Regions from separate parts of the Mus musculus genome. Here all the other regions are linked to region 5. Evidence: chromatin contacts called from public Hi-C and HiChIP or PLAC-seq data. All regions are on one chromosome and are shown on one strand. The core of a region is the stretch at or near the end of the contact, and the rest is flanking DNA. Distances in the headings are between cores, read along the strand shown. Region 1 overlaps Gm35835 (a long non-coding RNA gene). Region 2 overlaps Gm35835 (a long non-coding RNA gene). Region 3 overlaps Mir100hg (Mir100 Mirlet7a-2 Mir125b-1 cluster host gene). Region 4 has its middle 50 kb from the start of Mir125b-1. Region 5 has its middle 23 kb from the start of 1700063D05Rik. Region 6 overlaps Gm35835 (a long non-coding RNA gene). Region 7 has its middle 31 kb from the start of Mir125b-1.

Evidence for each region. HiChIP or PLAC-seq counts read pairs in DNA pulled down with a chosen protein or histone mark. A called contact is a pair of places that touch in the nucleus more often than the background predicts.
Region 1: a FOXA1 HiChIP or PLAC-seq map of pancreatic cancer cells shows a contact between it and region 5. The contact joins two enhancer-like sites. A contact is called at or near these places in 16 of 484 Hi-C or Micro-C datasets (the C2C12 cell line, the HL-1 cell line, astrocytes and 11 more), 22 of 115 datasets of contacts at active chromatin or transcription factors (the NIH/3T3 cell line, astrocytes, craniofacial prominence and 14 more) and 3 of 9 other capture datasets (embryonic stem cells, embryonic tail and embryonic trunk).
Region 2: a contact with region 5 is called in an H3K4me3 HiChIP or PLAC-seq map of embryonic basal ganglia, with 5 times the contacts expected there. The contact joins two enhancer-like sites. A contact is called at or near these places in 1 of 15 datasets of contacts at CTCF or cohesin (the NIH/3T3 cell line), 3 of 484 Hi-C or Micro-C datasets (the HL-1 cell line, colorectal tumor organoids and neural progenitor cells), 10 of 115 datasets of contacts at active chromatin or transcription factors (the NIH/3T3 cell line, astrocytes, craniofacial prominence and 7 more) and 3 of 9 other capture datasets (embryonic stem cells, embryonic tail and embryonic trunk).
Region 3: a contact with region 5 is called in a CTCF HiChIP or PLAC-seq map of the NIH/3T3 cell line, with 7 read pairs. The contact joins two enhancer-like sites. A contact is called at or near these places in 13 of 39 promoter capture datasets (the 3T3-L1 cell line, the C10 cell line, cranial neural crest and 9 more), 1 of 15 datasets of contacts at CTCF or cohesin (the NIH/3T3 cell line), 2 of 484 Hi-C or Micro-C datasets (the HL-1 cell line and nephron progenitors), 12 of 115 datasets of contacts at active chromatin or transcription factors (the NIH/3T3 cell line, bone marrow-derived macrophages, differentiating embryonic stem cells and 9 more) and 1 of 9 other capture datasets (liver).
Region 4: an H3K27ac HiChIP or PLAC-seq map of SST interneurons shows a contact between it and region 5, with 4 times the contacts expected there. The contact joins two enhancer-like sites. A contact is called at or near these places in 2 of 484 Hi-C or Micro-C datasets (embryonic stem cells and uterus), 6 of 115 datasets of contacts at active chromatin or transcription factors (SST interneurons, craniofacial prominence, embryonic basal ganglia and 3 more) and 2 of 9 other capture datasets (embryonic stem cells and embryonic trunk).
Region 6: a contact with region 5 is called in a Hi-C map of forebrain, with 4 times the contacts expected there. The contact joins two enhancer-like sites. A contact is called at or near these places in 1 of 484 Hi-C or Micro-C datasets (forebrain) and 6 of 115 datasets of contacts at active chromatin or transcription factors (the NIH/3T3 cell line, bone marrow-derived macrophages, craniofacial prominence and 3 more).
Region 7: a contact with region 5 is called in an H3K4me3 HiChIP or PLAC-seq map of craniofacial prominence, with 7 times the contacts expected there. The contact joins two enhancer-like sites. A contact is called at or near these places in 4 of 484 Hi-C or Micro-C datasets (embryonic stem cells, growing oocytes, pancreatic cancer cells and 1 more) and 11 of 115 datasets of contacts at active chromatin or transcription factors (craniofacial prominence, embryonic basal ganglia, embryonic brain and 8 more).

What each region holds. Positions count from the first base shown.
Region 1 is chr9:41,727,087-41,730,730 of GRCm38.p6, reverse strand. All of the region lies in intron 2 of Gm35835 (a long non-coding RNA gene), which reads left to right. Among named protein-coding and RNA genes, the nearest start is that of Gm35835, 8.5 kb to the left of the region's middle. Within about 2 kb of position 1,395, at least 10 of the 459 cell types and tissues checked have an H3K27ac peak or open chromatin away from gene starts, as enhancers often do. A contact at or near this core is called in embryonic fibroblasts and pancreatic cancer cells, where this site is marked.
Region 2 is chr9:41,696,614-41,700,877 of GRCm38.p6, reverse strand. The region is part of intron 2 of Gm35835 (a long non-coding RNA gene); the gene reads left to right. Among named protein-coding and RNA genes, the nearest start is that of Gm35835, 39 kb to the left of the region's middle. Within about 2 kb of position 2,652, at least 53 of the 459 cell types and tissues checked have an H3K27ac peak or open chromatin away from gene starts, as enhancers often do. A contact at or near this core is called in astrocytes, embryonic basal ganglia, embryonic forebrain and 2 more, where this site is marked.
Region 3 is chr9:41,540,096-41,544,085 of GRCm38.p6, reverse strand. All of the region lies in intron 4 of Mir100hg (Mir100 Mirlet7a-2 Mir125b-1 cluster host gene), which reads right to left. Among named protein-coding and RNA genes, the nearest start is that of Mirlet7a-2, 5.4 kb to the right of the region's middle. Within about 2 kb of position 1,250, at least 18 of the 459 cell types and tissues checked have an H3K27ac peak or open chromatin away from gene starts, as enhancers often do. A contact at or near this core is called in the NIH/3T3 cell line, embryonic fibroblasts and pancreatic cancer cells, where this site is marked.
Region 4 is chr9:41,629,984-41,633,976 of GRCm38.p6, reverse strand. No RefSeq gene overlaps it. Among named protein-coding and RNA genes, the nearest start is that of Mir125b-1, 50 kb to the right of the region's middle. Within about 2 kb of position 1,911, at least 19 of the 459 cell types and tissues checked have an H3K27ac peak or open chromatin away from gene starts, as enhancers often do. A contact at or near this core is called in SST interneurons, where this site is marked.
Region 5 is chr9:41,226,803-41,230,568 of GRCm38.p6, reverse strand. No RefSeq gene overlaps it. Among named protein-coding and RNA genes, the nearest start is that of 1700063D05Rik, 23 kb to the right of the region's middle. RefSeq lists an enhancer at 24-2,667. Within about 2 kb of position 1,613, at least 216 of the 459 cell types and tissues checked have an H3K27ac peak or open chromatin away from gene starts, as enhancers often do. A contact at or near this core is called in the NIH/3T3 cell line, SST interneurons, astrocytes and 10 more, where this site is marked.
Region 6 is chr9:41,663,918-41,667,676 of GRCm38.p6, reverse strand. Gm35835 (a long non-coding RNA gene) reads left to right here. Exons shown (of 5, transcript XR_379295.4): 4 at 1,740-1,874. Among named protein-coding and RNA genes, the nearest start is that of Gm35835, 72 kb to the left of the region's middle. Within about 2 kb of position 2,111, at least 28 of the 459 cell types and tissues checked have an H3K27ac peak or open chromatin away from gene starts, as enhancers often do. A contact at or near this core is called in forebrain, where this site is marked.
Region 7 is chr9:41,611,003-41,615,197 of GRCm38.p6, reverse strand. It overlaps a transcript of Mir100hg not described here. Among named protein-coding and RNA genes, the nearest start is that of Mir125b-1, 31 kb to the right of the region's middle. Within about 2 kb of position 2,582, at least 126 of the 459 cell types and tissues checked have an H3K27ac peak or open chromatin away from gene starts, as enhancers often do. A contact at or near this core is called in craniofacial prominence, embryonic basal ganglia, embryonic brain and 5 more, where this site is marked.

The DNA.
Region 1 (3,644 bases), core at 146-2,645, 500 kb before region 5:
ATGCATGGATCAAATCATGTGAAATTGCCAACATTTGACATATTTCTATTTATAAAAATGAGAATTCAAATGATTTAAGCTAATGGAAGATGTATGATTGGTCCTGAGGTGCACTCAATATGAGGATTGGAATTAAGATCTGGTGATTAAAATCAAAACAGAGAGGGGTCATTTCCCTCGGCTCCAAAAGCTACACAGTCCACAGTTCTAAGATAACTGAATTGGTAGCCCCGAGCAAAATTTGTTTTATGTGGTACTGGAGATTGAATCCATACCTTCCTGCATACCATGTAGGCATGTTACATCCCCAGGCTTTTAGAACACTTCTCTCTAGAGGAGAAAGAGGAGCTATTTCTAATTCTCTTGAAGTCCCATTGGCACTAGGATGTGAGATACAGGCTTAAACCTTTTTCCTGGTTCTTTCAAGTCATGGAGAAGTCCATAACCCATTGTTATGGACTGAGTTTCACACACACACACACACACACACACACACACACACACACACACACACACACACACACACAGATAAAGACAGAGAGAGAGACAGGAGACAGAGAGAGATGATGGTTATACCTAGTACTAGGCTCTGGATTTATTTATATAATATCATATGTAGAATATGATGATTGCAGATGTATTAGTTAACATAAAGACATACTGGAGAAGGATGGAAATAATATCCAATATGATCAATGCCCTTCAAAAAGAGATGAGAGACAGAGATATCTATGGAAAAGACAGCCAGTCATTTGATGACACAGAGTGATGTACCTGTTAACCAAGGAAAGACAAGAGTGCCAGCCAACCCCAGAAAGTGATGTATCCTTTGGGAACTCCACTGCTTTGAACAGATCGCAAGGTGTGCTTTTAAGAGTCTAGGTAGGTTCACCCTTGAGCTTTGGAGAAAGCAGGGTCCTGCTAACGTCTTGATTACAGGTCTCAGCTGCCATAAAATTCGGGTAGCAAACCTCTTCTGCTTGAAGTTGCTTACTCTGTGACACTCTATCATGGAAAGTTTAGGAAATGGGCCCATCCACCTATAGATTCCCTGCCAACCCCATGTTCTTTTATTAGGAAAATAAAGTCCTCTTGGGAAAAGAAAATAGACATTATACTTCAGAAAGCCTAATTCACTAGGCTCCTTTCCAGAATGTTCTGGAGAGTCTGAAGATTTTCTTTCCAGAACTATGAGTTTAGAGGCTGTGCCTGCAAACACTTTCTCAGCAGGAGTTTTATTGATGGTTACCTGTGTGTTCAGCCTTACTCATATCTATGAACTTTTAACCAAATGGGCTGCCTTTCCTGGAAACAGCATGGCCAGGGAGTGGGTGGGATCCTCTCTAGTAGCCACATCTAACTAATCCAGGAAGCATTCAGCAGTTATATGATCATTAGTCAGACAAAGTCATAAGTTAGCCACAAATACACTCACGCAACATTTACTGAGTATCCGCCCTGTATTATATTAGGGTGAAAAGACTTCCAAGGCCTGATCTTGTTGACTGCTCTGTTGTTAAAATTAACTTATGTTATGTGTAGAGATAGTTTGTCTGTATGTCTGTCTGCACACCATGTATGTGTCTGGTGCTTGAGGAGGTCAGAAGGAGGCATAGTATTCCCTGGGACTGGAGTTAATAATCTCTGTGAGCTGCCGTGTGAGGGCTGGGAATTGAACTCAGGGCCTCTGAAAGAGAATTCAATACTCTTAACAACTGAGCCACCGCACAAGCCCTGTGATGGTTGGATTTAATGTCAACTTGCCCCAAAGTAGGATTTCCGGAGTAGGAAGCTTCAGCTGAAGAACTGTCCTGATCGCCTTCATTGATTTGGGGAGCTCCATTCAGGGAAGACTCTTGGCTGTTTGCTCACTTGGTTTTTCCTCATTCCCCTTGTTGCTGAAGATGTAGACTCCTGTTTTTATCATGGGCTGAAGACCAGTGGCTCTCCAGGAACCCCTGAGGTTTTGGGCACTCTATTTAGATTCCTGAGGCACCCAGTCTTGTAGACTAAGCAACTTCCAAGATGTTGGCTTCTCCAAGTAACACAAGCACCGTGGGACTGCTCCAACTGTTGAGGCACCAAGCCCCAAGGTTCTTAGCCTCTCAGGTATGAAGCAACTGCTGTCTCACCTATGGGTTCTGGTCCTCTAGAAAATCCTGACTGAGATATATGGCTCTCTGGAGTTTAAAGTGACCAAAGTGAAACTAGGGTTTAACTTAAATGTCAAGAGTCACATCACAACTAAGAGGGTAGTTATCAAGCTTGAACCCAGTTCCCTTCCCTTCCCTTCCACCCCTTCCTCCCTCCTTCCCTTCCCTTCCACCCCTTCCTCCCCCTTCCCTTCCCTTCCACCCCTTCCTCCCTCCTTCCCTTCCCTTCCCTTCCACCCCTTCCTCCCTCCTTTCCTTCTTTCCTTTCTTCCCTTTCTCCTCTTCCCCTTATCCTCCCCCTTTCTCTTTCTGAAATAGTCTCTCAGCATAACATAAGCTGATCTTGAACTTGAACTTGCTTCAGTCTCTCAGTGCCAAGATTACAGGCCTGTACAACCATGCCTGGCTTTGGATTTAGTTCTTTTGACACTAAGTTCAGAGGTAAGAAGGTAAAATGGACATCTTTAGCCAGGTGCCACAGCATGGGAAAATGAAATCCCACTAAGCCTAAGAATCAAAGAAGTCATACACAAATACCACACACTGCTGGGCACAATGGGAAAGCTCCGAGCAGGTCTGACTTTGGGGTTCATGGATGATGCGAACAGGATTCTATCATCTACTGGTCTGTGTTTGTGGTTAGGAACTGAGCTGCATTGTCCTCAATGGATATGTGGGTAGAACACTATCTCTGTCGTTGAGCTGATGTAAGAGTTACCTTGCACGTACACGTACACGTACACATGCACATATATAGGAGATGTTAGCTTATCAAAGCAGCTGACCTAGTGTTTTCTGACTTGGTGCTATCTTGGAAGGCTATAGGTTTCTTGCAAACCCTACTACTACTCTGACTAGAATGCAAAAATATGCTGCTACATACTTACATCTTAAAAGCAGCCATTTCATTTTTGAACATTTACTTTATTTTTGGATTTGTGCCTGTGCGTACATGCCTGTGTTTATGCACACTTGTGTGGGGGTGCCCTCAAAGGATAGAAGAGTGTGTTCTATCCTCTGAAGCTTGAGTGGCAAACAGAAACAGTAGTGAGCTGCCCGGAATGGACACTGGGAACTGAACACAGGTCCTCGACACAAGCAGCAGCTGAGCTCTCCCTCCGGCAGCCCCTCCCACTTGATTGTTCAAAATTAACGAACAAAGCATTTTCCAAAGCATCTCAGTATTCATCTACTTAATCATGGGGTGCTGTTTGGTTGCAGCCTATGCCATGCCTGTCTCATCTGACACAATGCACCCAACGATGTTGTCCCCTTCAGGGGAGTGCTGCTGGGATTTCTGGTCCTCAGTATCTTCTCTGATCAAAATCTCTAGGTGGAAGAGGGAGTTAGACCCCATGGAGCTAGAGAACATTGCTGAGAACAAAGTTTGGTGTCATAGCCAGCTTTCTTATTATATGTTTTTCTTTTACCAGCTTGTGTTGTTAATTCAGTTTCTACCCCAGGACATTTGCATAGACCTGTCCTTTACTT
Region 2 (4,264 bases), core at 1,403-3,902, 470 kb before region 5:
CGAGAACACAGCCAAGCCAGCAGGGAGAGTCTGTCGTTGAAGCCTAGATCTCATTGGAATGACGTAATGCATTCACACATACAGAGGAAGAGAAATGAATGCTTACTGCGGCTACCCTGCTCAGCCCCCAAGTAGCCAGGGGGGGAAAAATCACATGGGCAGTGACAGAGAGAGGACCCAAGGAACTGTTTGTTTTCCCCTAGGTCTAAAGCCAAAACAAAGAGATGGATTGGTCACAAATTGGGCTGCACCTGCATCTTTACTAGCATCTTCAACAACCAACCCTGACTCTGATGAGAGCCAAGCTCCTAGGTATACTAGAAGTAGAATATGAGAGTTAATTGGTTGAGAAGGTTGCAAACAACTTGAGAGAGAGGCAGGGAGGAAGGGAGAGGGAGGGAGGGAGGGAGGGAGGGAGAGAGAGAGAGAGAGAGAGAGAGAGAGAGAGAGAGAGAGAGAGAGAGCAAAGAATGCAATAATCAGGGGAGAAAAAGACAAAAAAGAAGATCTAGCAAAAATCAAATACAAATTAAAAGTCTCCCTGGAGCGTTGTTGCAACGACACCAGGCTGGATGGTCAACAAATAACCAGTGAACTCAGCAAGAAAGTTTGAATTATCCTAAATTGGGGTGGGCTGCACAGCTGCCTGGAATTTCAGTATACATTTGTTTAGGCAGCTCCCAGATTACTTCTTTCTTCTCACCCCCTGTCTGTGAGCTTCCTTTTGATGGGGGCAATGACAAGAAGCTCTAGGTGGCATCAGTTGGAGAGGCCTGGAGACCTGCCAGGGCCACATCATATATCACTCAAGAAAGCCCTGGAGTATATGCTGACTCAGGGCTAAAGTTTTACCGAGGAGAACAGACATGCAAGCATCAAGCCATGGGGGGGTGGGGCACCAACAAAAAGAGGGTTTCCTGAAGGATGAGGACAGGCAGACACAATCTACCCTCGGAACAATAAGCCAGGATTACACCTGCACGCTTCTAGGCCATTGTATACAGTCTGACTCTGAGTATCACCTCTCATATGGAAAGGGAACTTGGTCTGGTTGTCTATCGTAAAGAGTGTTGTTAGGCTCATCTGCAATGGCACACCAAAGCTATGATCATGATTGTTGATCAGGTAAGACACCTCTGACATTCACCCAGAACAATATTATCTGTCCCTGACCTCCGAGACTGATCTCCTCAGTTGTGAGAGTATGTGATTGATTTATTATTTCCACTGTTACATGAGAAATAATGCTCCCCCTTTTAATTTGCTCAGATTGCGGTCATTGGAGGGACTAGTGAGCCGGTGGCAATGACATCTTCACAGTGAAATCCCTATTGATAGTTCTCCATCGATCTCTCTTTCCACATCCATCACAGTTGCTTTAAAGTTCCTGAAAATTGACCAATACTCCCTACCTGACAGTTCCCCTTACCCATAATTCATTTCTTTCAGTGTCCGTGTCTTGAAGCAGTCAGTGAAGGCTTATCGCTATAGCTATCTACCTTTGTCTGTACACATATATGCACACAGTACCTGCCTCCATGGCATACCAAACCTTCTGGAAATAATGCACAATTAATTCTCTTGGCTGCACTTCAAACAAGCTCAAAAGGGATATTTTCCCTGTTTTCTGGATGAAAGGCAGAGGCCCATTCGTTCATGGGAAGAGCACTACAAGGATTTACACTGACTTTTCTGGCAGCCCAGGCCTTGCACACGTTATACAGCAGTCTTCTTTACTCCCCTGTGGAAGAATTAAACACATCTCCTTCTACTTTCTACATTGGACTGTGGAAAGTGGCAGATCTGTGCTAAATGACCCTGTGGATTGAGGGGGACTAGAGTCTTAATCTTTTGCCGATCTCTGGCTTACACTTTCTGAAGCTGGCTTGTTTGACTAGTAAATCAACTCTGTGTCGATCCAGTTCCCTGCATTTAGGCCATGATTACTCCCCAGCCACAAGAGAAGGAACCTGGTGCTCGGCAAGTCTATCATCTACCTCTCAGGCATGGTGCTAGACCGTAAGAATAAATTCAAAGAGCTCAGGGAAAGAGAGTGTGCCTGCAACCTGCTCTCAGCCCAATAGTCGAAGGTAGATGATTAGATGTCATTAGAAGAGCCTCTCTAAGCCCCGGGACATAATTAACAGAATGGTGACCACCTGCTGTCAGGTGCCAGCATTGGGGGTAATTAGTAAGCCCAGTACCTAAGGATCACAAGGTCTAAGAAAGGAAAGAAGCAGAGAGAAAGACAGAGAGAGAGAGAGAGAGAGAGAGAGAGAGAGAGAGAGAGAGAGAGAGAGAGAGAGAGAGAGAGAGAACACATTCAAAAAGGCAGAGTGAAATCCCAGAAGAATCTGAGAGTTTAGAACAGCAATCTGGAAGAAATCAATCGGGTCCTTTAGGAGCTGCTGATGTCACAGCAGCTAAGCCAGCGAAGTGTCACTGAACCTGAGCACCTAGGGATGTTGGCTGACCTACTCACAGCCCAAAGCCACTGTCACTGTGCAGCAGGGTCTGTCGTTTAGCATCTTACAAATAAAGGAAAGGAAAGCAATCGATATGCAACATGACGAAAGCCTGGGAGAGCCAAACCCGGTTGGCAGGTCACAGGCCCGAGAGAGGCGAGAGAGACAAAAAGGGCCTGGAGATGTCAGCCTCAGATTTCTCAAGCCACACAAAGGCTGTTGGCTTTCAATACACACTGCTTGCCTCTGTTCATGGGAGAAAGGGGAACAAGGTGGTCAGTGTTAAAGGAAAGAGGGGGACAAGCGCCTGACGACAGTCTTGGAGCTGAATTTAAAAACATCAAATTAGAGGCATGTGCGCTGAAATGAGGCTCCGCTGCCTGGGAACGCACCTCCCTAAACAAATGCAGCAATTACGACGGCTGGTGCTTTGGCTCCCGGGTAGCACATTGAACACTGATGGGGGCCAGCGAGCCCACTCATTTCCCAAATCGCCCCTTTCACAACATCTCCACGGGAAAGTTAGGCCTGTCAGCTCGCTGCTTTGATGGCCACTAATACGACATCGCTCCAGGAGGACAAAGCTTAGTGTATGTTTCGACACTGTTCACTTAGCATGTTCCGCAGCCAGCAAGAGTTCCTAGCAGAAATCTCTCTGTCTTTTATCTTTAACATTTTAAAGGCTCAAATCAACTTACTAATATTACGAACCTAGACTTCATAATAGTATGTACACACACACACACACACACACACACACACACACAGATGCTCCTAAGAATTGTACCAAATGGTGGCCCTGCATCCATACATAGCAGTCTAGATTTTCTCTGAAATTCAGAACCAACTGACCCAAGCACTCACTCACAGGGCCCTGGAGTTGATACTGTAGCTACCAGGCTACATTCTTGACTTCCTCCCTAACATGGAGTTCCCATAAACTCTGTTGTTGTTGTTGTCTTGTTTCTGGATCTCTGGGTTTCTTTTAACATCCAGCTCCTAGGACCCCTGAGTTGGCCTTACTCCTACCCTGCTCTCACTCCATGTCTCCTGCCTTGTCTTATCTTCCTAGTCAAGGCTTCCAACTGCTTTTTGTAAGCAGTCATTGTTCAGGGTCTTGGTGTGACCTGAATATATTAGGAAGGTGGCAGGAGATCAGGGAAGGAGAAAAGAAAGAAAAACAGCAGAGCAGAAAATGCTCTGTGTGCAAGGTCTTTCCCAACAGAAAGCAGTTTCCTCAGGAGTTAACAGTGATGGAGTTTGTTGGGTGGGTTTTAATGTGTTCTGTCCTGAGCTTCTTGTTTCAAAAGACTTCACAACCAACATAAGTGAGGCTACTGTAATACAGTGCTAGCAAAAAATGGAGGCTATTACATAAATATGAAAGAGTAGGGGTTCCTAATAATTACCCTAATATTTGTTCCTTTCAGTAACAGACTTTGCCCTGAATAGAGTTGGGTGGTAGCCCCAGCCTCATTACTAACAAAGTTCCCAGCCTCATCTATCACAAAAAATACTTTCATACTCAAATCAAAGAAACATGTAACTGCCAAGTCATCAGAGATACAGGGACAAGGACTGTGGGTTAAAGGTCAGAGGGCTAGGAGCTGTGAAGAAAAAAAATAATCACAACATACCCAAGAGAAGTAAACTGATTCAAAAGTATGTAAGAACAAGTAAGTTTCTGCTACCTTCCAGTGGGCCCAATGTGAGCAGACACCTTGTGCTTCCAATATCATGCATCCCCTACACTAGATTCTCTACACTGTAACCTTAAATAAACTGTCATTCCCTCAAAA
Region 3 (3,990 bases), core at 1-2,500, 310 kb before region 5:
GGTAAAGTTGAACGGAGACAGTGCTCTGCCAAGCTGAGGTCTGAAATTGGCGCTTTTACATGTCAAACAACTCTCCGGGATAAATTTAGCTTTATAATGCTGACCTCAGAATGCACAAAGTTCAGAATTACTTACAAGCCTTAAGAAACGTTAAACTGTGTTCAGAACAGTTTTAGCTTTAATAAGAATAATTTCTTTATTTTAATAGGTAGTGTCCTAGTTAGGGTTATCATTGCTGTGATGAAACATTGTGATCAAACACAAGTTGGGGTGAAAAGAGTTTATTTGACTTACACTTCCACATCACAGTCTATCATTGAAGGAAGTCAGGACAGGATCTCAAACAGTGCTGGAAGCTGGAGGCAGGAACTGGTGTAGCGGCCACAGAGGGACGCTGCTTATTGGCTTGTTCAGCTTGCTCTTTTATAAAACTGAGGACCACCAGCTCAGTGATAGAACACCTCATAATAGACTGGTCACTGCTCCAAGTATCACCAATTAAGAAAATGACCCACAAGGCTTGTATACAGCCTAATCTTATAGAAGCATTTTCTCAGTTGAGGCTCCCTCCTCTCAGATGATTCTAGCTTGAGTTAAGTTGACACAAAACCAACCAGCACAGGTTGTCACCCGTACACCTCATATAGGGACATTCTAGTAAAATGATTACCCGAAATCTTTGTATTTTAGGCATGGCAGACGATAAAAAGTTTATTTCCAGGAATTTTTTTTAACCTTTCTGTCTAGTGTTCAGGGATATGCTTTCCTTAAATTAAAATGTTATTATTTTATGTGTGGTTATGTATATGTGTTGTGTGAGAGAGCAACAGAAAAAGAGTGGCATAGAAAGACACAAACACAAACACAGAGTGGGGGATCAGAGACAGAGACTAAAAGACAGAGCCTATCAGGAGAACCCTACCAGGAGTCACAGCTCTGTCTTTCCACTATACCATCAGGAGATTAGTCTCAGGCTGTTTGATTTGTGCAAAACCGAGATATCTCATCATCTCTGAAATCCTTTGATCTTGCTTGATTTATTGTGGTTTTCATATAGGTTTTGCCATATCAGCAGCACCTAATTGCATAATAATGAACAAATAAGTTAAGACTCCCAGCCACTTAGAGTTTAGAGAACACATAACTGCGAACACCATCATGTCTCCATGAGGCATGTCCACACTGGATGGAAGTATCCTATCGCTGCAGTGGTTCAGCCTCATCATAGAACATGAGCTGCTCCAGTCTGGAATTCCAGTTATGATCTGAATTCTATACATTTTATTCCAATTTACAAGTGGCAACCACAGAACACTTGGGGCCTTATTCATCAAACAATAAGACATTCTAGAATTCCCGGACTAGATGAACTTTTTATACATGTGGTCGGGCAGCCCTTGATGGAAAGGAATCAATGTTTAGTGTGGTATGGCAGTGGGTTGGCCTGGTGTGGTTTGTCTCTGTAAGTTGCCAGTTCAAAGGGAAAGCCGAATCTCCAGCCACACTCTTCTGGCCCCACTTTCAGCAAAGCCAGCAGGACGGTTAACTCAGGGTGACAACAGCAATAGCTAAACTCAAAGACCGTATGCACCACCATAAATTTGAGAACTGTTTCCTAAATCTAAAATTGGCAGTTAAAACTGCAGATAGATTTACCACTGGACAAATTCTTTAGGTCCTAAGAAATATGAATATCTTAACTTTCTTTTATCATAAGACATAAACAATAAAACAGAACCCCTTTGAAAGTCCCATGGGAACAAGAAGTGATCTTGACTAAGATCCATTACCCCAGGACCTACTGGCAAATGAACAAACTGTAAAGGCACAAAATATGTTGTCATATGATATTTCTGGCATCATGTAGATTAGAGTCACTTCCCAGTAATCTTGAACTGACAAATCTCAGCAAAATCATAATTTATTGCTTTTTTTCTTTTCTTTTTTTTGTCTGTCTGCCTTCCTCAAATATATAGATTTTGTGTCCCTCATGCCTAAAGCAGACAGCAGAGAGAAGCAAGATGCACTCCTATGGAATGTAAAGAAAAGAGTCAGTGTGTATCTAATACCTTTTGGGGTTGTAATTAAGAAAAATACCACATAGAGCTTTTTACCTTGTTTGTTCAGAATCCTCTTTTTCCCCCAGTTATATCTGTAAAGGTTGCATCTCTTTCCCCTGCTAGAACCGCACACGTTTATTAAAGCAATCCAGAGAAAATACAGAAGACAGAATCCTCCCTGTAGACAATGGCCAAGCCTTATCAGACACCACGTTAGGTGAACTTCTCCCCTGTGCCACCCCTGCCTTTAATGCACCGTACAGAGAAGGCTCTCATGCTGTAAGGATGTCACATACATTTTCTGTGCACTCAGAGCTTCCTGAATAGAGAGAGATCTATTTGTCTCCATGGTGTTTTGCCATGAACAGTATCGGAGCTGCTGGAACACAATGGGAGATGTGTTTTCCCTTAACCTCTTGACTCAGATATGTTCTGATGCTAAACGTTATTGCATTTCGCATTAGCCCAGAACAGTGGGATATCAGTGACGGATGGAAAACGGCTGAGAAGAGCCATGGCAGCTCTTATGTGCTCCACACTGCAGTTAGTGGCAGACTACTAAGCATATGATATTTATCCAGAGAAAGCAAAGACGGGGAATGAGAAAGGAGGTAGTGAGTTGTGCCTTTCTCATCCTTTCTGTTACTGAGATAATCTGCCCTGGAAAGTGACATGCAGTGTTTGATTATATATATTACCTTGGCAGAAGCTAATTCCCTTTTCTTTGTTACCCTAGTGATCTACAAACCACGGACTCACACACACAGATTCTGTGCTTCTCTTCCGTTGCCCTCTGGGTCAGTAGCCTGATGGTAGTAGCCATTGCTGTAAACTCCTCCTTACCAGCTCGTCCATGCCTCTTTGACAGTATGGGAAGAGAGCTGGGAAAGTATTTTCCCATACTATAGGACAGAATTATACAAAGGCTCAGAAGTAAGAGTCTACTGCATGCAAGCAATGGTTCCACAGTAAGCATCTCAGAATTGCACGTTTCTCAATGCTCTAGACATCCCAGAAATCACCTACTTATGCCTTTGGATGATGAAGTTCTGAAACTCAAATGTCTTGACAATGGCAGAATCAAGTTGAGTGACAGCATTCGTTCTTCCTGTAGGTTCCTTTTACATGGGCTGCAGAAGGGTGTTTTGTTGAGTGAGTGATTTATATAGTATAATTTTCAAGAGAATGCTTAATGTTAACATATCTGTTTCTAAAGTATAGGTTCTTCAGTGCTGTACCAGAGTTCTCTATTAGTAAAAAGAACTAAGCTATAATTCGGGGGGGAAAAAGACTTATTTTACCTTTAAATTATGTATATATGTATGTAAGTTTGTGCAGCTATCCAAGGAGGCCTAAAGAGGACAAACATCTGAGCTAGAATTACAGAGTGTAAGACACTCAGTGTAAGTGTCAGGCATTGAACTTGGTAAGCCATTCAGTGTGGGTGTGAGGTATTGAACTTGGTAAGCCAAGGAGGCCTAAAGAGGGCGATCCTCTGAGCTGGAGTAATGGAGTGTCAGCCATACAGTGTGGATGTTAGGAATTGAATTTGTTCAATACTTCTTCAAGAGTGGTCTGTACTCTTATTTAACTGCTGAGCTTTCTCTCCATATTTTTAGGATAATATTTATAAGCATAATGAAAGGGGCAATTGGATAGACACATCTATCTAAGGAGAAAAAGCAGTCCCCAGATTTCTTAGTCCCAATTTGCATAACCAGGAAACTGAAATTAAGAAATATAAAAATAAAATTCCATATGATCCATTCACCTCACTCCTGGGCACATCAACAGAGGATTTTAAGTCAACAGAGCACAAAGATAATTGCATATTCATATTTATTGTAACAAGTTCGTGGTGGCCAAGGAATGAAGCAGCCTAGAATAGTATCAGTAGATAAAGGGATACAGAAAATTTGCCACCTATACA
Region 4 (3,993 bases), core at 662-3,161, 400 kb before region 5:
ACCCTCAGCTCCTTTGAAGGACTGGAGCTTGAATGCATGTCACTAGACAGTTTTAGAGAAATGCTGGCTGGGTAAAGGAGTTGCATTATTTTCTATGTGAAATTCCTATGCCTAACTTTTGTGTCTTCCCCCCTCCTTTTTTTCCCAAGTAAAACAAAATGCCAGGGCTGGAGAGATGACTCAGAGGTTAAGATCCCTGGCTGATTTTACAGAGGACCAGAGTTTTGGTTCTCAGCACCCCCATGGTGCCTTAAAACCACCCCCAAACTTCAATTCTAGGTGGTCAGCATTTTCTTCTGGTCTCTTTGAGTTCTTGAGTGTTTACAGTGCACATAAGTTCCTATAGGCACACATACACATGAAATTGCACATACAAAATGTAGCACCTTCCCCACTTTAAAATGTACAGGTCAATGATATTAAACACTTTCAAAATGTGGAATTGTCACCAGCATTTGGGAATCTGCACAATTTTTTTTTCTAAGAATGTTAGTGTCCTACAATGACCTTTCAACAGGGAGAGGCTGGAAACTTTCATTTTCTCTTTGTCTGATACAGTTCAAGGCGAAGAATGAAGAAACTGGTATCTAATTCCTAGTCTTGACTAGAAAACGGAAACAAACACAAGAGCAACCAAATACAAGACTCCAGAATAGGGCTAAGAGTTCCCAAGTGAGTGTGACTCTGGAGCAGGATAGGCTGGATTCATTAGTCTTGAGGGGATTCCTTTGGGATGCTAGAATGATACCTGTGAGCCAGAATGAATGCTAAAGCACAAAAATTCCTGTTTCTACTTCTAGGGGCTGAGAAGTCCAAGAGAGTACTTTGTTATCTGGTGAGGGTCTGGCCACGGCTTCTTAGACGGCACTTTGATCACAGTCCAGGAGAGGGAAGAAGTGATAAAGAGGGTCTAGCCAGTTCCCTCCAAACTTCTTATAAGCTCTCAAGCCTCCCTCACGAAGGTAGGTAGAGCTTTTATGACCTACTTACTCCTGACTTATGAGAATTATCATGTTAGAGTTCCAGTGCCAGCCTGCTCATTTTGGGATGGCCACAAACGTTCATACTATGGCAGGAGAGGAAGTCCTGTGGTTGATAATCCTGTGATGACCCAAAGAAAGATGGGAACTGAGTTGTGTACAGATGATATCCTAAGATCTCTGAGACTCTGAGACTCATCAAATTCTCAAATAGCACCTCATGGCATGCCTACATCCACCCCAACACTTCAAGACATGTGAGACTCTGTGTTTTTTCAAATAGCCATTGTACAAGTAAACTCTGGTTATTGGAAGCTTTTCTTGTTACTCTGAGTCAGTACTGCCACTACCTTGCAGGTACTTACGGGAAGTTGCAGTCTTTTACCTCACAGCAACTGGGACTTGGGAAGGGGAGTTAAAACCGTATCTCTCTCTATTTGTCCCAGACTTGAGAGCTTATGTTGGAGTCAATGGTAAAGATACCTGGTTGGAGAGAGTTTAGTAAGAATGGTACCTAAGGTTTCAGTTTTCATTAGAGAGTTAGCGGGTCAGCCAATGCTGGCAAAGTTGGGTGGGACTGGGTCACAAAGGGTCATGCGTGCCAAGTTAAGAAGCAGAGGGTAGACACTGGCCTTAGCCACTTTGACTTCTGTTAGGATTCTAGCAGTTGAATTTGAGCACAGTTAGCATCTGGGTTAGTCAAAGTCCTCACGAGTGTGTGTTTTCCTTCCACCTGTACACAATTCTTAAAAATAAACTCAAGCATCCTCCAGGAAATAGAGAGAGAAAGGGGTGGGTGGAGATTTATTGCTCAGTTTTGAGTCCCCAGTAGAGATATTTGATGTTACATTCCTCATTGCTTACTTAGTGCTGCTCAGTTCCTGTGCTTTCCTGGGCCCTGGTTCCCCATCTGCAAGTGAGAGCATCGTGATCCATTTCAGATGTGTGCTTCATCATTTGGAGACAAGCTATCTGACTACAAATGCTCTCAATGTCCTCATCAGATTGTATGAATAATTCATGGGTGAGCATCATGTGGGACTGGATTATATTTGGATATTTTATGTTGATAGTTCTTAAGCCAAGCTGCTGTGACTCATCACAACCTTTGGTAGCATTTTTCAAGGGTAAAGAACATGAAACACAAGGGTTCATTTTAAAGAAAAGAAAATAAGGAAAAGGAAAAAAGAATCAACATTAGGGGAACTGAAAGCACAGGGCAAAAACCCCAGTGGTTGGTTTCATATATGTTTAAAGATCATTAGTCATAAAGAAAGGAGTCTGGGACAAATAGAAAGAAATAAGGTTTTCATTCCCCTTCCCAAGTCCCTAGTAACCACTATTCTACTTGACTTCCAGGAGCTCAAGTTTTCTATAGTTCGCATAGAAGTGAGATTTATACAGCATTTGTCATTCTGTGTGTGGCCTGTTTCCTTTAGTGTCATGTTCTCCAGACTCATCCGTACAGTCAATGGCACTGTGGTTTCTTCTTTTGTGAAGTCTGAATAGCAGTCCCTGTGTGTTTGCAGTATATCTCTCATGTCCTTTCATCAGCTAACTAAACACTCAGGTCTGCTCTGAGTCTTGGCTATTGTGGAGAGTACAGCAAGAAAATCTTGCAGGATACGTATCCTTTGGGTATCCTAATTTAAATTTGGATATCTTTTGCATAGTGATATTGCTGAATCATATGGGAGAACTCTTGAATTTTTGAGGCCTCTACATACTCTTTTTCTGTAATGGTTGTATTTATTCACGTTTCCATCAACAACATTTTATTTGTTTGTTTTGTGTATTCACTTTACATCCTGCCCACTGGCCCCCTCCTGGTCACTGCCTCCCACAATCCTTGCCCCTATTGCCCCTCCCCAACTTCTCTGAGTGGGTGGGCTCCCCCTCAGTATCCTCCCCACCATGCCACTTCAGGTCTCTGTGAAGCTAGGTGCATCATCTCCAACTGAGGCCAGACAAGGCTACCCAGCTAGAAGACTATACCCATATACAGGCAACAGCTTTTAGGATAGCCCCTGCTCCACTTATTCAGGACTCACATGAAGAGCAAGCTGCACACCTCCTACATATGTGCAGAGAGACCTAGGTCCAGACCATGTATGTCCTTTGGTTAGTGGTTCAGTCTCTGAGAGTCCCAAGGGTCCAGGTTTGTTGATTCTGTTGGTCTTCCTGTGGTGTTCCTATCCCCTTAAAGGCTGCAATCCTTTAACCTGTTCTTCCATAAGAGTCCCCAAACTCCATCCAGAGTTTGGCTGTGGGTTTCTGCATCAGTCTGAGTCAGCTGCTGAGTGGAGCCTCTCAGAGGACAGCCATGCTAGACTCTTGTCTGCAAGTATAACAGAGAATCATTAATAGTGTCAGGGAATTGTGGTTGCCCATAAAATGGGTCTCAAGTTGGGATAGCTATTGGTTGGCCATTCCATCAGTTTCTGTCCATCCCTCATCTCTGCATATAGACACTGAAAGAACAATTCTCAACTTCATATGGAAAAATAAAAAATCCAGGAGAACCAAAACAATCCTGAACAATAAAAGAAATTCAGGAGCAATCTCCATCCCTGACCTCAAGTTGTACTACAGAACAATAGTGATAAAAATGGCATAGTTTTGATATAGAAACAGACACGTTGATAAATGGAATTGAATCAAAGACCCAGGTATAAAACCACACCCTATTAACACTTGATTTTTAAATAAAGAGATCAAAACCATTCAATAGAAAAAAGAAAACATCTTCAATGAATGGTGCTAGTCTAACTGGATGTCTACATGTAGAAGAATGCATATTTAAAACCCCCACACAAAACTCAAATCCAAGGGGATCAAGGACCTCAACATAAAACTAGATATACTAAATTTCATAGAAGAGAAAGTTGTAAATAGCCTGGCATACATTGGTACAGGAGACAATTTCTCAAACAGAACACCAATGGCTCAGGCTCTAAGATCAACAATTGACAAACAGGGCCTCATGAAACTGCAAGCCTCCTATAAAGCAAAG
Region 5 (3,766 bases), core at 364-2,863:
ATTTGAGTCCAGTTACAAGCTGCCCTCTGACCCTTACATGCCAGTCATGGCATGGGAGCACTCATCCACACACAATAAATGTATACGCATGCATATGTGCACATGCCTGCGTGTATGTGTGGTTATGGGTATACTGCGTGCATTCTTGCATGCGTGCATGAGTTGTGTGTGTGCACACACATATGTGTGTCTGTGTGTGTCTGTATGCGTGTGTGTGTGTGTGTGTGTGTGTTTGTGTGCGCACGCGTGTGTGTTCATGCACCTCAGCGCTCATGCGGAAGTCAGAGGACAACTTTCAGAAGTCTTCCGTCCCCTTGAGGCAGGGTCTCCAGTGTAATCTTCCTGGGTTGGAGCACCATCTTCGGAGATAAAATGCTACCTAAACTTAAGATCAGTTTATTGCTAGCTAGATTATACACAGCATCACTCCATCACCCAATATTTACCTGGAGACTAACTGGTATCGGGCAATGGGTGATGGGCAGTGGGTGCTGTATTTAGAGCAAAAAGATCCGAGGTTGAATTTCATCATTGACTGTAGCACCTTCGGCAAATTAATTCCTCAGCGTCTCAGATTCTTTGTCTACGGCAATGGGGATAAGACAGTTATTATAAGAGCCAAATTAGCTAATGTGCACAGAAGCACTCTGCTTTTATGAATGGCTATAAACAGATTATGACTTATTAGAGAGCCACTCTGATCTAGGAGTAGCCCGACCGTCAGATCCCAGCACGTGGGGAGAAGAGAAGGGATAGGGTCAACCTGAGGTATGCAGTGAAACCCAGGGGAAGAGATGGGGAGAAAGTGAAGGAGAGAAGAAAAAGAAGAAGAAAAAGGTGCCGCCAAAAGGTACCCTGGCTTCAGCTCGCCTTGAAGTGGGTTATTGTCGAAGCTGCACAGGGAGGAGCTCTTTCTCCAAATTTTCAAGGGCAGAATTCTTAGCCAGTAACCACAAGTAGTTATTTTACCATCCATTCTCTTTATATTTCAAAAGACTCGGGTTCAAATGTCAGTTCCAAGTCTCTGTTTCTTCTCATAACAAATGGACCAAATGATATTCACTCCACAGGAAGGAGGGCTAAGAAAAATAGAGGCTTACTTGGGGTTTTCTGTCTAGGGATGTGTGTTCTCATCTGTGCTCCTCCTGGAGTGTCCCCTGTAAGCCCCGGGGAGTGGATAGGCTTAAGGAATAGGCCTCAGTTTTCCTTGTCTTTCTTTGCTTAGTGGCTCTAAAATCAGAGCCCAGCAGGAGAGTCGTGGGAGAGGCCTTCTAAGATGGGGTCAGAAACGCTCAAAGCAGTATTACTACCGATCTCCCTGCACTCCCAAGACAATAACCTTCTCTAATCACTACCAGATTCCACATTCGCGCCAGAAAGCAGCAGGGAGCAGTTGCCTTGACCCGCCAGGGCCTCCAGCCCCTCCCCGCCAGACGCAGACTAATGCGATACAGACGTCTCCCTCCCAGCACCGCTCTCCCACCCGCAGTCCCTCTCCAGACGGACATCGCTCTTCCGAAGTCATTTTTTGCAGGTCACCAGGCCACTTTTCCACGAAGCCAGGGAGAAGCCTGCACCTCGGGACTTCCTAGCTACCCAGAGGGTATTGTATTCACTCCTGGCGGAAGCCAACTTCAAAAGGGTATCAGGCGGGGCTTCTCACTCATTTCGATGGTACAACAGTGACCTCCAGTGGCAGAGCCGGGAGACAAAAAAAATCTGCAACGTCTCAGAATATTCCTGTCCTCATAGAAGACAGTCTACAATAGGACACGATTTCTCTTGTAAACAGCGTCTAGGACGACGACGACGGTGATGGACTCCATAGTTGCTGAATCCAAGCAATCCTGCAGAGATAGCCAGTGGCAAGTTTCCAACCCACGATCTGAGCTCCATGGCCTATCATTTATTTAGTACAGCTCCCTCAGCTCTTAATCCACTCCAGACCCCGCCCTGGTGCCCAAGTGGCTTGTGTTAATTCCACTGCTAGAAATGACCTCTTCATCTCTCTGCCTGATAAAATCTTCGTGTGATGATGTCAGATGAGAACATGCCACTTGGGGACACTTTCCAGATCATCCCTCCTAACAGAATTGATTTTGTCTTCAAAACCAAATAGTATCAAGGACGTCAATACTGCTGAATGCATTCGGCTTGAGAAGCAACACGGTACAGCACTGTTGTAGGGACTTCCACTGCTGAGAGTTCTAGGTGAAGGATGGAAGGGTGTGGGAGTGTCAGGCACATCTGCAGCACCATGACACATGCCTGAGGAAATGACATAAGAGAGGAAGGGTTTATTTTGGCCCACAGATTTGTATCTTTCTGTCCACTGTCATTGGTATCTGTTGGTTCCAGTCCAGTGTTTGGTGAGGCAGAACATGAGGGCAAAGAGCAAAGTGGCCCTCCTTGGGACAGATAGGAGATGGGAAGGGACTTAATAAAGACAAAATACATCTCCTAATACATCATTAGAGGCTACTTCCTCCAGTGTGGCCTTCCCTCCTATCTCTACCAACTCCCATCATATTATGAGCTTGTGAATGGACTGATCTACAGATTAGTTCCGAGTCCTCAGGAACCAGTCATCTTCCCTTCGCTCGACTGTTGACTGTCGCGTTGAGAATAGAGCCCTTCACATGTGATCCTTGACAAGGGGCACACTTCATATGCAAATTATAATTACTGAGCTCAGAATGCTGCAGACTAGTGGGGTGTGCACAGGAAAAAACAACTGCCATCGAGTGTAGTAAGGAGTTCCATATTTGTCTCAAGTAAGAGTCATCACTCCAGTCAGGGGGAAGAAATGCAATCAGAGACTGTCTAAATAAATGGAAGGGCTTTGCTTGGGTATTTGGGGGCTGAACGGGAGTTAATGAGGCAGGTAGAATGATTTAAGATGGGGGAAGAAAAGAAAAGATGCTCATTTGGATGTGAAATAACTACCTAGAAGTGATTTCGTTGCGACAAGGGGCAGCCCACGCTGGCTGGATTATCTATCACTGGATGTTTTACAGTCAAGAGATACTAGGCTGGAAGACTACTGAAAGCAGGATTGGGATCTTCCAAACTGTTGGCTATATAACCCAGGGTCATCAATGATTGCTGAACTATAGCATGATTCGGGGAGAATAAGCTCACGCATAAGCTAGAGTGGCTCACAAAACAGGATAAAAATCAAAATCTGGTTTCTGCCCATTAGTGGTTCTCAGATGCACTGGCATACGAATGTATTGGTCAAATCTCATCCACTGGGATGAAGCTAAGTTATTGAGCTGGTGAGCAAACAGGTCAGGCACAGTGCCTCAAGATGGAAGGCAAAACCACAAGAAGGGCAGCTGCCCAGCCTGCAGTGTGGAGACAAATGTCAACGTTGCAGGAAATGAGATGCCCGACGGAAGAGTGGAGATCTCAAACCAAGTCTGTGAACTGCATCTTGCTGAAACACGACTCATTTTCGGTGTCCTCGCTCTTGAGAGGAAGTCCAATGAAGATGCTCAGAAGGTCTGGCTCTGAGATCCAGGGAGGATCAGAGGGACCAAAGGGGCCCCAATCTCCCTTCAAACATATGTTCTGAGCAGCTGGGGAATGACGGTCTGTTTGTTCTTCAGCGTCAGATAATAAATTCTGGCTGAATCTGATGGAATTTAGCCTTTCTGGATAATTTATCATGAATGAAGAATTATATGCCCCCTTGATATATGGTGCAGGAGACACATCGGTGCCTGAGATGAACAGTAACTTAAGTCATGAAGCTATGTATCCA
Region 6 (3,759 bases), core at 862-3,361, 440 kb before region 5:
TGCTTAATGAGCATGGTAGAATTGAAATCTTTGTCTATAGAAGGAAACAGTTCATTAGAAATAGAGAAGCTGGGCTTTTGTCTGGTTCCATCTTTACTGGAGTAATGCAGAACCTTATACAAGTTCAAACTTTTTGGTACTATCTCGGCACAATCACAAAAAAACCTCACCCAAAGCTTCTGTAAATAGAAAATAGTAGATGGGAAGGAATGTAAAGATGTGTAAGTGAGCAAGCTCACTCCAGAGAGTAAACATTGTGTCTGAAGTCACAGGATGCAAAACATAGACTGCCCCAGTAAGTTCTCCAGGAGCCATTAGTTAACATAATGGAGATATAAGCAAAGATAATCAATGCAAGACACATCATAACAGAGCAGAACTCGCTCCACTCCTCTGTACTTGGCCCATTGGTAAAGGCACAGGATCCATTCTGTGTACAAACTCTCATTACTTGTTAGAGGCCTGGATTGGAGTCTTATGTAGAGATGTCAGAGGCATTGTTTAGGCGAGGCAGGAAAGAGGGAGGCTGGACTCAAATGGATCCAGGTTTAGCTCTCTTTCTCCTTCTGTTTTAGCAGACAAATAATCTGTTGCAACTTTGCCGCTTCTCTTGCATGGCTTGGCTCTGTACCCATGCACCATTTTGTTCTAGGGGATGCCTAGACGGATTCTTCACAGAGACCCGTGAGTTATTACTACCAAAAATAAATGTAGGATACAAAGGGCAGGGGAAGAGGTAAAGCAGTCTTTCAAACTCCAAAGCCGGTTGAATTTTCTAAGAATTGTATTAAAAAATCTTCCTTTGTTTCTGAACCATATCATCATGGGATGACTAAGTCTCTGCTTTCTTTGTGTACATAAAGAAACCTTCCAAGCACACTGTGCTTGCTGTTACACAAATGTCCTCATATATAGTAACCTATCGTAGTGTCTGGCAAACGGTAGTTATTCAGTATAGCCATACACTGCAAGATTCTTCTGTTTGAATTGTCCACAGGTATGATGGTGGTCCCATAAGATGACATGGTCTAGTGATACCATAGCCATCTTAGTTCTAAGCCTGGTTTGGTTATATAATAAAAATGCCTAATGACACATTTCTTAGAAATAATGCATGATAGGATATGTTTTCCTCATTGGCTGGCAATCCTGCTTTTTTTTTTTTGAAGTTTATATGGTAGACAAAAGGTTGTCATCATAGAGATAATTGGAAATGAGGGTCCAAAAGTCATATACCCGTGAGAACTCCCGACTCCCCTCATCTTTGAGGACACCCCTCAATACTTACATTTAACTTTATCGTTTCCTTTGAAGCTATGCACTTTAGGTATATGTGTTTTCTTATTATTTTCTCTGTTTCTCCTTCCCCCAAGTTTCTTCAGCCCTTGGAATTCCCCACAATGGTGACTGACACCCACATTTATCTAGGCACTCCCAACACCTGGGGATTAAAGAATGCCTTCCAGGCTACCAGTTTGAGTAAAGACTATTGTGACTATAGAATCTCGAAGAAAAAAATTACCATGAGGAGGCACACTGGAGATACATCCTGTTTCCTGAAGAACCTATGTCTACAACCCCTGTGGTTGAGTTAGTTGTAATAGCCAAATCAGGAGGAACGTCTCTGGGTGGGAGGGCCCTCAGAACACCCACTTTCCAGTTTCGCTTTATTGTATGGCCAAGAAATGGAAACCACCAAATGTTTCTTTGCCTTTATTTTGTATGGTGGTTCCCCCTAGACTTCCGGACCTCTCCATGACCTTTGCTGCATGCATGAGGAGAAACGGCCTGCTAGAACAGATCTGCAAAGGATTGCTCTGCCTGAGGCTGCCTGAGCTTACAACTGCAGTCTGAAGGGATAAGGAACTTGAAAGGTGGGTATCCCACTTGGACTCTCCAACCTCCCGTCGGACATTTCAGCTGAATGGTAACCATAATGGGTATAAGAAAGAACAAAGCCATTTCCCAAATCTGCCTCCCCCGCCTCTCTCTCGCCCAGTACGCCATGCTTCCTGTTTCCCTAGTAATGAAAATGTGTTCATCTGTCAAGGGGAAAGCTGCCCCACTGTCTTAGGTGCAGAGAACTCCAATCACAGCAGCTGCTGGGACCAGACCGAGAGCCAAGCTCCTCATTTGTTTTGGCTAACACTGAAGAATCCGTTTAGGCATCCCCTAGAACAAAATGGTGCATGGGAACAGAGCCAAGCCATGGAAGAGAAGCGGCAAAGTTGCAACAGATTATTTGTCTGCTAAAACAGAAGGAGAAAGAGAGCTAAACCTGGATCCGTTTGAGTCCAGCCTCTCTAACATATTCTCCACTTGCAACACAGATGATTTCCTCTAATATCGCTCAACAGGTGCTAAACTGTAGCTTTGCTGAAGATTAATCATGCAGCCTTGGAAACCACACTAAAAAATACCAAGACGGCTCCCAGGATTTATAGGCTCTTTCTCCAGAGTACTCAGCACAGAGTATATATAAACAGCATGCATAGTATTACACATATGTATATTAAATGTATAGTGAGTCCTTGCCAATGCAATCCTGCGGAAAATCTCATTGCCTTCTGTATCCACTAGGCACTCTGTGCATGTATGAAGTACATTGCATACCAATAGGAAATTATGCTTGCATGTGCATCTCCTCTTAGGTTATGTGTTTTTTATGCCGTGTCTTTCACTGAACTCTCATTTTATGAAGTAGACACTCCAGACATATGTATGTTAGAGCCTGTGCTTGCTGCCTCCAACTTCTCCAATACGTATCAAGTCAATCTCACAATGTCTCTAGGGAGGACACAGTGAACATGGTCATTCTGTTGAAAAATTTCCAGCACTGTTTATATTAAAAGCTTCACCGAGTCCCCTGTTTTGCTATATTACAAATAAAACCCAAGACTGTGTAGTTTTACATGATTCAGACTGTTCACGAAGTGAAGTCCACGCTACAGGTCATTTAGTAGACAAGCGATGAAGGATGTAGAGCCTGGGAGTAAGGCGAGGCTTTGCTTTTCCCCTAAATTGGCCAGAATATGGATAACCTTGAACTCTGGTTGGATGCTGATAATCTGATTAGAGAGGGAATTATGAAGGCAAACTCTAAGCAAGATGGACAGACAGAGAAATATCTTAGGATCCTTAAGTGACTCAAGAACTTTGAGGGACTATCCCAAATCTGACTAGGTTTTATAAGAGTGTCTTCATGGGGACAGTACAGCGTGTGTGGGCCTTTATCTTAAAAAATACCCAAATAAGTACTTTTCTGGGACAAAATAAGCCAGAACCCAGTCATAATGGGCGGAGGGAGTGATAGAGTCATAGTGGGCGGAGGGAGTGGTAGAGGTGTTCTATCTGAATTTCTAAGTCTTAGGACAAGGCTGTGATCTAGAAGGAATAAAAGAACATGCCCACTGGGTAGAGACTCTATTCTGAACAAGCTCCAGACTGGGGAGCATGGAGGGTAGAGTCAAGCTTGTAAGCCCCTCGTGATTAGATCTTCCTCCTTGAATACTCTCCTTCCAGAGCCACAGTGCTAGCCTAGCTGAAGCTCCCACAGCGACAGCCCTCTGCTGTGAGGAAGAGTAGTTTTGTACTTTCTTGTGACTGGAAACAACCAGTTAATTCTGTCCAGACCCACCAAGAAGAGGGAAGAAAAAAAAATCCTTTCATCTTGACCCTTCCTATGTATCTCCTGCTTACTTCCCTAGGCTGAGTCATACTTCCATATTATTTCAACAGGAAAATGGGCAATTTCTTTTA
Region 7 (4,195 bases), core at 1,333-3,832, 380 kb before region 5:
ACAATGACTACATTTTACAAGAAAGATATTTTATTAAGAAATTCATAGGTATGATTCCGTTTTTAAAAAACAAATTAGAAGTGGAAGCCATGTTTTCCACTCCGGATAATCCTATGGATCCCTGCCTTCTTCCTCATTCAGGGTCAAGGTGTGGCATCGTTTTGCAGAAGACATCTGCCAGCTTTAAGCTGTGTGGGGTTTGTATTCTGTGTCTATCATAGGCACCTCCTTATTGCATCTGGGCTTCAAAAATAGAAGCTTAACTCAGAGGGAACTAGCCATGCAGTCTCCTAGCAGTAAGAACTGCAGTCTTCTGAGATACACAGAGGCTCCATCCTCAGCAACCGCCTTGTGGAGTTGTAGCCAGTCTCCTCAAATACCAACACAACGCCTGAACAAAGTAAACCCCACTCCAGGAGTGCCGAGCTCCCGCCATGGAAAATCTCTTAGTGTGCTACTGGAAAGAGAGAGAAGGAGATGTCATAGAGCCCCAGCCATGTCATCAACACTTGCCTTCAGACCTGTTTGAGGAGAGTGACTTACCACCTTGTTGATTCCTTATAGAACTTCGAAGGGTCACCAACAGCTTACTCTTGGCTGTTGAAATACCTTTTAATATCAAGTCCTGCGTATTATTGTTTCAAAGAAACCAAAACCTACACTTCTCCTTGTGGATAACAGCTCTGGTTTCTACAATTTTCCATCCCTAAACCGACTTGATCCTTTTTAATGGTGCTCATGCCCTCAATCAGGGCTGTGTAAACAATCCATATTACAAATTTCATGAAGACACATGTGAACATTTACCAGGCTTTGGGGAGACATTCCCCAGTTTAAAATATCTAGGTGGATTTTCTTTCTTGGAGCTTATCCGGTCCTAGTAACAGGCAGAGAAAATATTTCCCGTGCCTGTGAGTATTTGGGCCTTTCTTTGTGTGCCTCGATCTTTTCCTTCCATAAAGGAAAAGTGGCGTGCAGTACACTGGGGGCTGAGGGGGGTTTGCAGAAGAAAAATGATGTGAGCAGCAAAAGCCCTGTGGCTGGAGGATCAGATTCCAAGCAGAATTCATTCCTACACTTCCAGTCGTGTGAAAGCGGCAGCCGGTGTTCCTTTTCACTGTATCTGCTCACTTAATTGTTTCTGTCTGTTCATTTCATTCTTTGTGAAAACATTAGCCTAAGGGACATTGGAAGAATCAAAAGGTAGGTTTGAAGTTGAACAGGAAATGAACAGTGGTATTACTGCGGCATTAAAAGAAAAGCTGAGAGCCAGAAAGAAATAGGTACAATTTTAAATGCAACATGTCTGTTCTCTTGTTGTTGTTGGTGGTGGTAGTTTTTATTCTGTAAAAGTCAAGATTAAAAACAAAACAAAACCAAAAAAAACACTTCACAGGCCCTGTGTTTTTACACTGCTAGGCATCTAACAGATGATCTAAGGTATGTGCTAATGAATTTAGCTTATACACGATGAAAAATCAAGAGATTTTGAACTATTATGCAGGAATTTATAAAACCCTGGATGGATTTCCTGACTGCTATAATTATTTAATTCTTTCAGAATTATCCCTCTCCACCCCACAAACCTCCTCTTGCCAAAATTATCAAGATAATTAAGGAAGGAGTGGGAAGGTCAGAATCTCAACCATTTTGAATACCAAGCTGACCAAATAATTCTGGCTCTCTCTGCTTCATTTGTAATGGAATAGTACTTGCTTCTGCTTGGTGTCATGTATGTGCGAGCTGCATTTGATCTCTGGCAGGAGACAGTCTTCAGACGGAATGGGATTTGTCCTCACTCCGGTTGGCCACGCATACCGCAGCCAGTGCGGTTGAATCTTGCCTAGCACTGGTTATGCTAACTGCCACAGCGTTACCAACTGAAGATGGCGTATAGACATTGTCCATCTTCTTCCTGATCAGACACAAAAGAGGAGAGATTCAGACACCACCCTTTGAGGTCACAACTTAGGAGACTGCCCCTTTTACAACATTCTTCACCTTAACAAGGAAACCAAACAATTCCAGGAGGGCAAAGCAAGCCATCAGCAAACTTGTTTAAAATGGCCCAGCCGGATACAGACGTTTTAAGAGGTGAATAATGAGGTGGAAAATATCAGACTTGAAAAAATAAACAAAAGCCTAGGTGTTTAAACATACAAAAGTCATGAAACCATTTATTTTTGGAAGTACTTTGGATTCATTCAGGTGGCCGTAATGAGGACTAGCCCAATAATAAGTAAGAGCCCTTTCCTGCCTTTGAAGAACAATGGATTCGTCGTAGACTCCCATTTGTAAAAGAAACAATCCTGATTTTATATGTGATTATCTCATGAAAAGACTGCCACAGTTTGGAATTCTTTTGTTGGCACCGTATTTCACAGACATTGCACACCTGGAGAAATAATTTAATCAGTAGTTAGATTCAATTATTCATTGGTCATACACAGCACTCATCAGTTTTAGGAGCAGCAAGACACAGGAACTGTTGCTTATAAAAGGGGAAAAGCTGGCTCGGTTAGCTACCTTCATAGAGATCGTTCTCCGTGGAGAATGTAATCCTTCGGCGGTTTCTATTCCTGGAATGGACTCAGTATTTGTGGTGGCAGGGAGTGGGGGTGTAACACCAGTTATGGGTCTGAAATGGGAAAAGCAAAGCAAAGCAAATGGACAAATTGCACGTTAAATACATTGAAGGGAGGGGTTGTATTTTTACAGGTATCAATTATCAGCGTTACAAGTAATAAATAATGCTAAATAAAACATGTAACTAAACGGGCATTAAAGGGCCTTTACGTATATAGAAGACAAGAAAAGCTTTTTTCCCCCCTTCCTATGCTGCAGACTGCAGGCATTTCCCTCTGCCTCTGTCAAGTGCAATTCTTTCTTGATGAATGACAAGGCAGGATAATAGGCTGTGGTCACCATGGCAACCAGACAGCAGCCCTGTGTGCCTAGCATTTTTTTTTCATCTGAAAATGAAACCAGAAGCAAAGAAAAGCTGAAAATGTAACCAACAGATTAACTGATACAAAAAAAGAAGAAGAAGAAGAAAAGAAAGAAAGGAAGAAAAATAGGGACAAAAAGCGAAGTTAGATTACAAGCAATTAAATTACAGTGGCCCAGTCCTCCCCAGCCTCTCCCGGTCTCTCCCACACAACAACCGGATATTTCAAAACACTATTTGATGAACGTGAAAAAAAAATGTTTTGTTATGCTCTTTTTAAATCTCTTTTCTCCAAAAGGTTTTCTTTCTTTTTTAAAATCTAGAGATCACTGGGGTCCTCGACTCTGTTTTTGTTTTAAGTCAGTTAATTTCATTAAACATGGCAGTTCATTGAGCTTTATGTGTTGAGTTTGCTCTGGAATTTCTAAGTTCCTTTCCATGGTCCTTTCCTGGGACTCTCCAGAGACCATAGGCTGCATGTGCAACAGTTTTATCTGCGAGGGGCGGGGGGCGGGGGGGGGGAGGCTGGGAGACCTAGAGCTGAGCAGGAAGACAATTCCCTATTTGCCCCTGTGGTTGTATAGGCTCCAGACACTGGATGCTGGCTAACGAGCATTCCTCTTCCCTGGAGCTAAGAGAACACTACAGATCTGCTCCATCTCAGGGGAAGGTAGCCAGCCACTTCAGAGTGTTATGTATTCTGACTGTTTATTCCATCTCAAAAATCTTCATTGCAGTTTGTCTCAGAGATGTTTCCAGTCTCTACTAAACACACACACAAAAAAAGCAAGAAGGCAGACCTAAAGGAGTGTGCCCTGAGAGTGGTTGTACTTACATTGGATATTCGGTATAGGCTAAGAAATTTCAGCAGGTAGAGAGCAAACACCCCAGCAGGAGCTAAGTCTTGTAACTTCAGAAGATGAAGCACAAATTAAACACATCTTGGGACCAAGATATTTGGTATGAGTCCTATCTCAGCCCTTCCTTTGGTGATATGATAGTGCATATCAGGGCTTAGCATCAAAGAGCCAGTTACTAACTTCTCTGACCTACTGCATTTTTTTTTAAATCTCTAAACAGGGCAAAGCGCACCTACTCTACAGGAATTCGAGGGCTTCTGAGCTCATGAGATTCTTCCTTCTTGTGATCAGAACATGGACATAGCTGTGTCATGTATGTTTGTGCTGTGTGTATGAAAGAGAGAGTGCACACACCTGTTTCGGAAGGATGTGGATTAAATAGGTTATC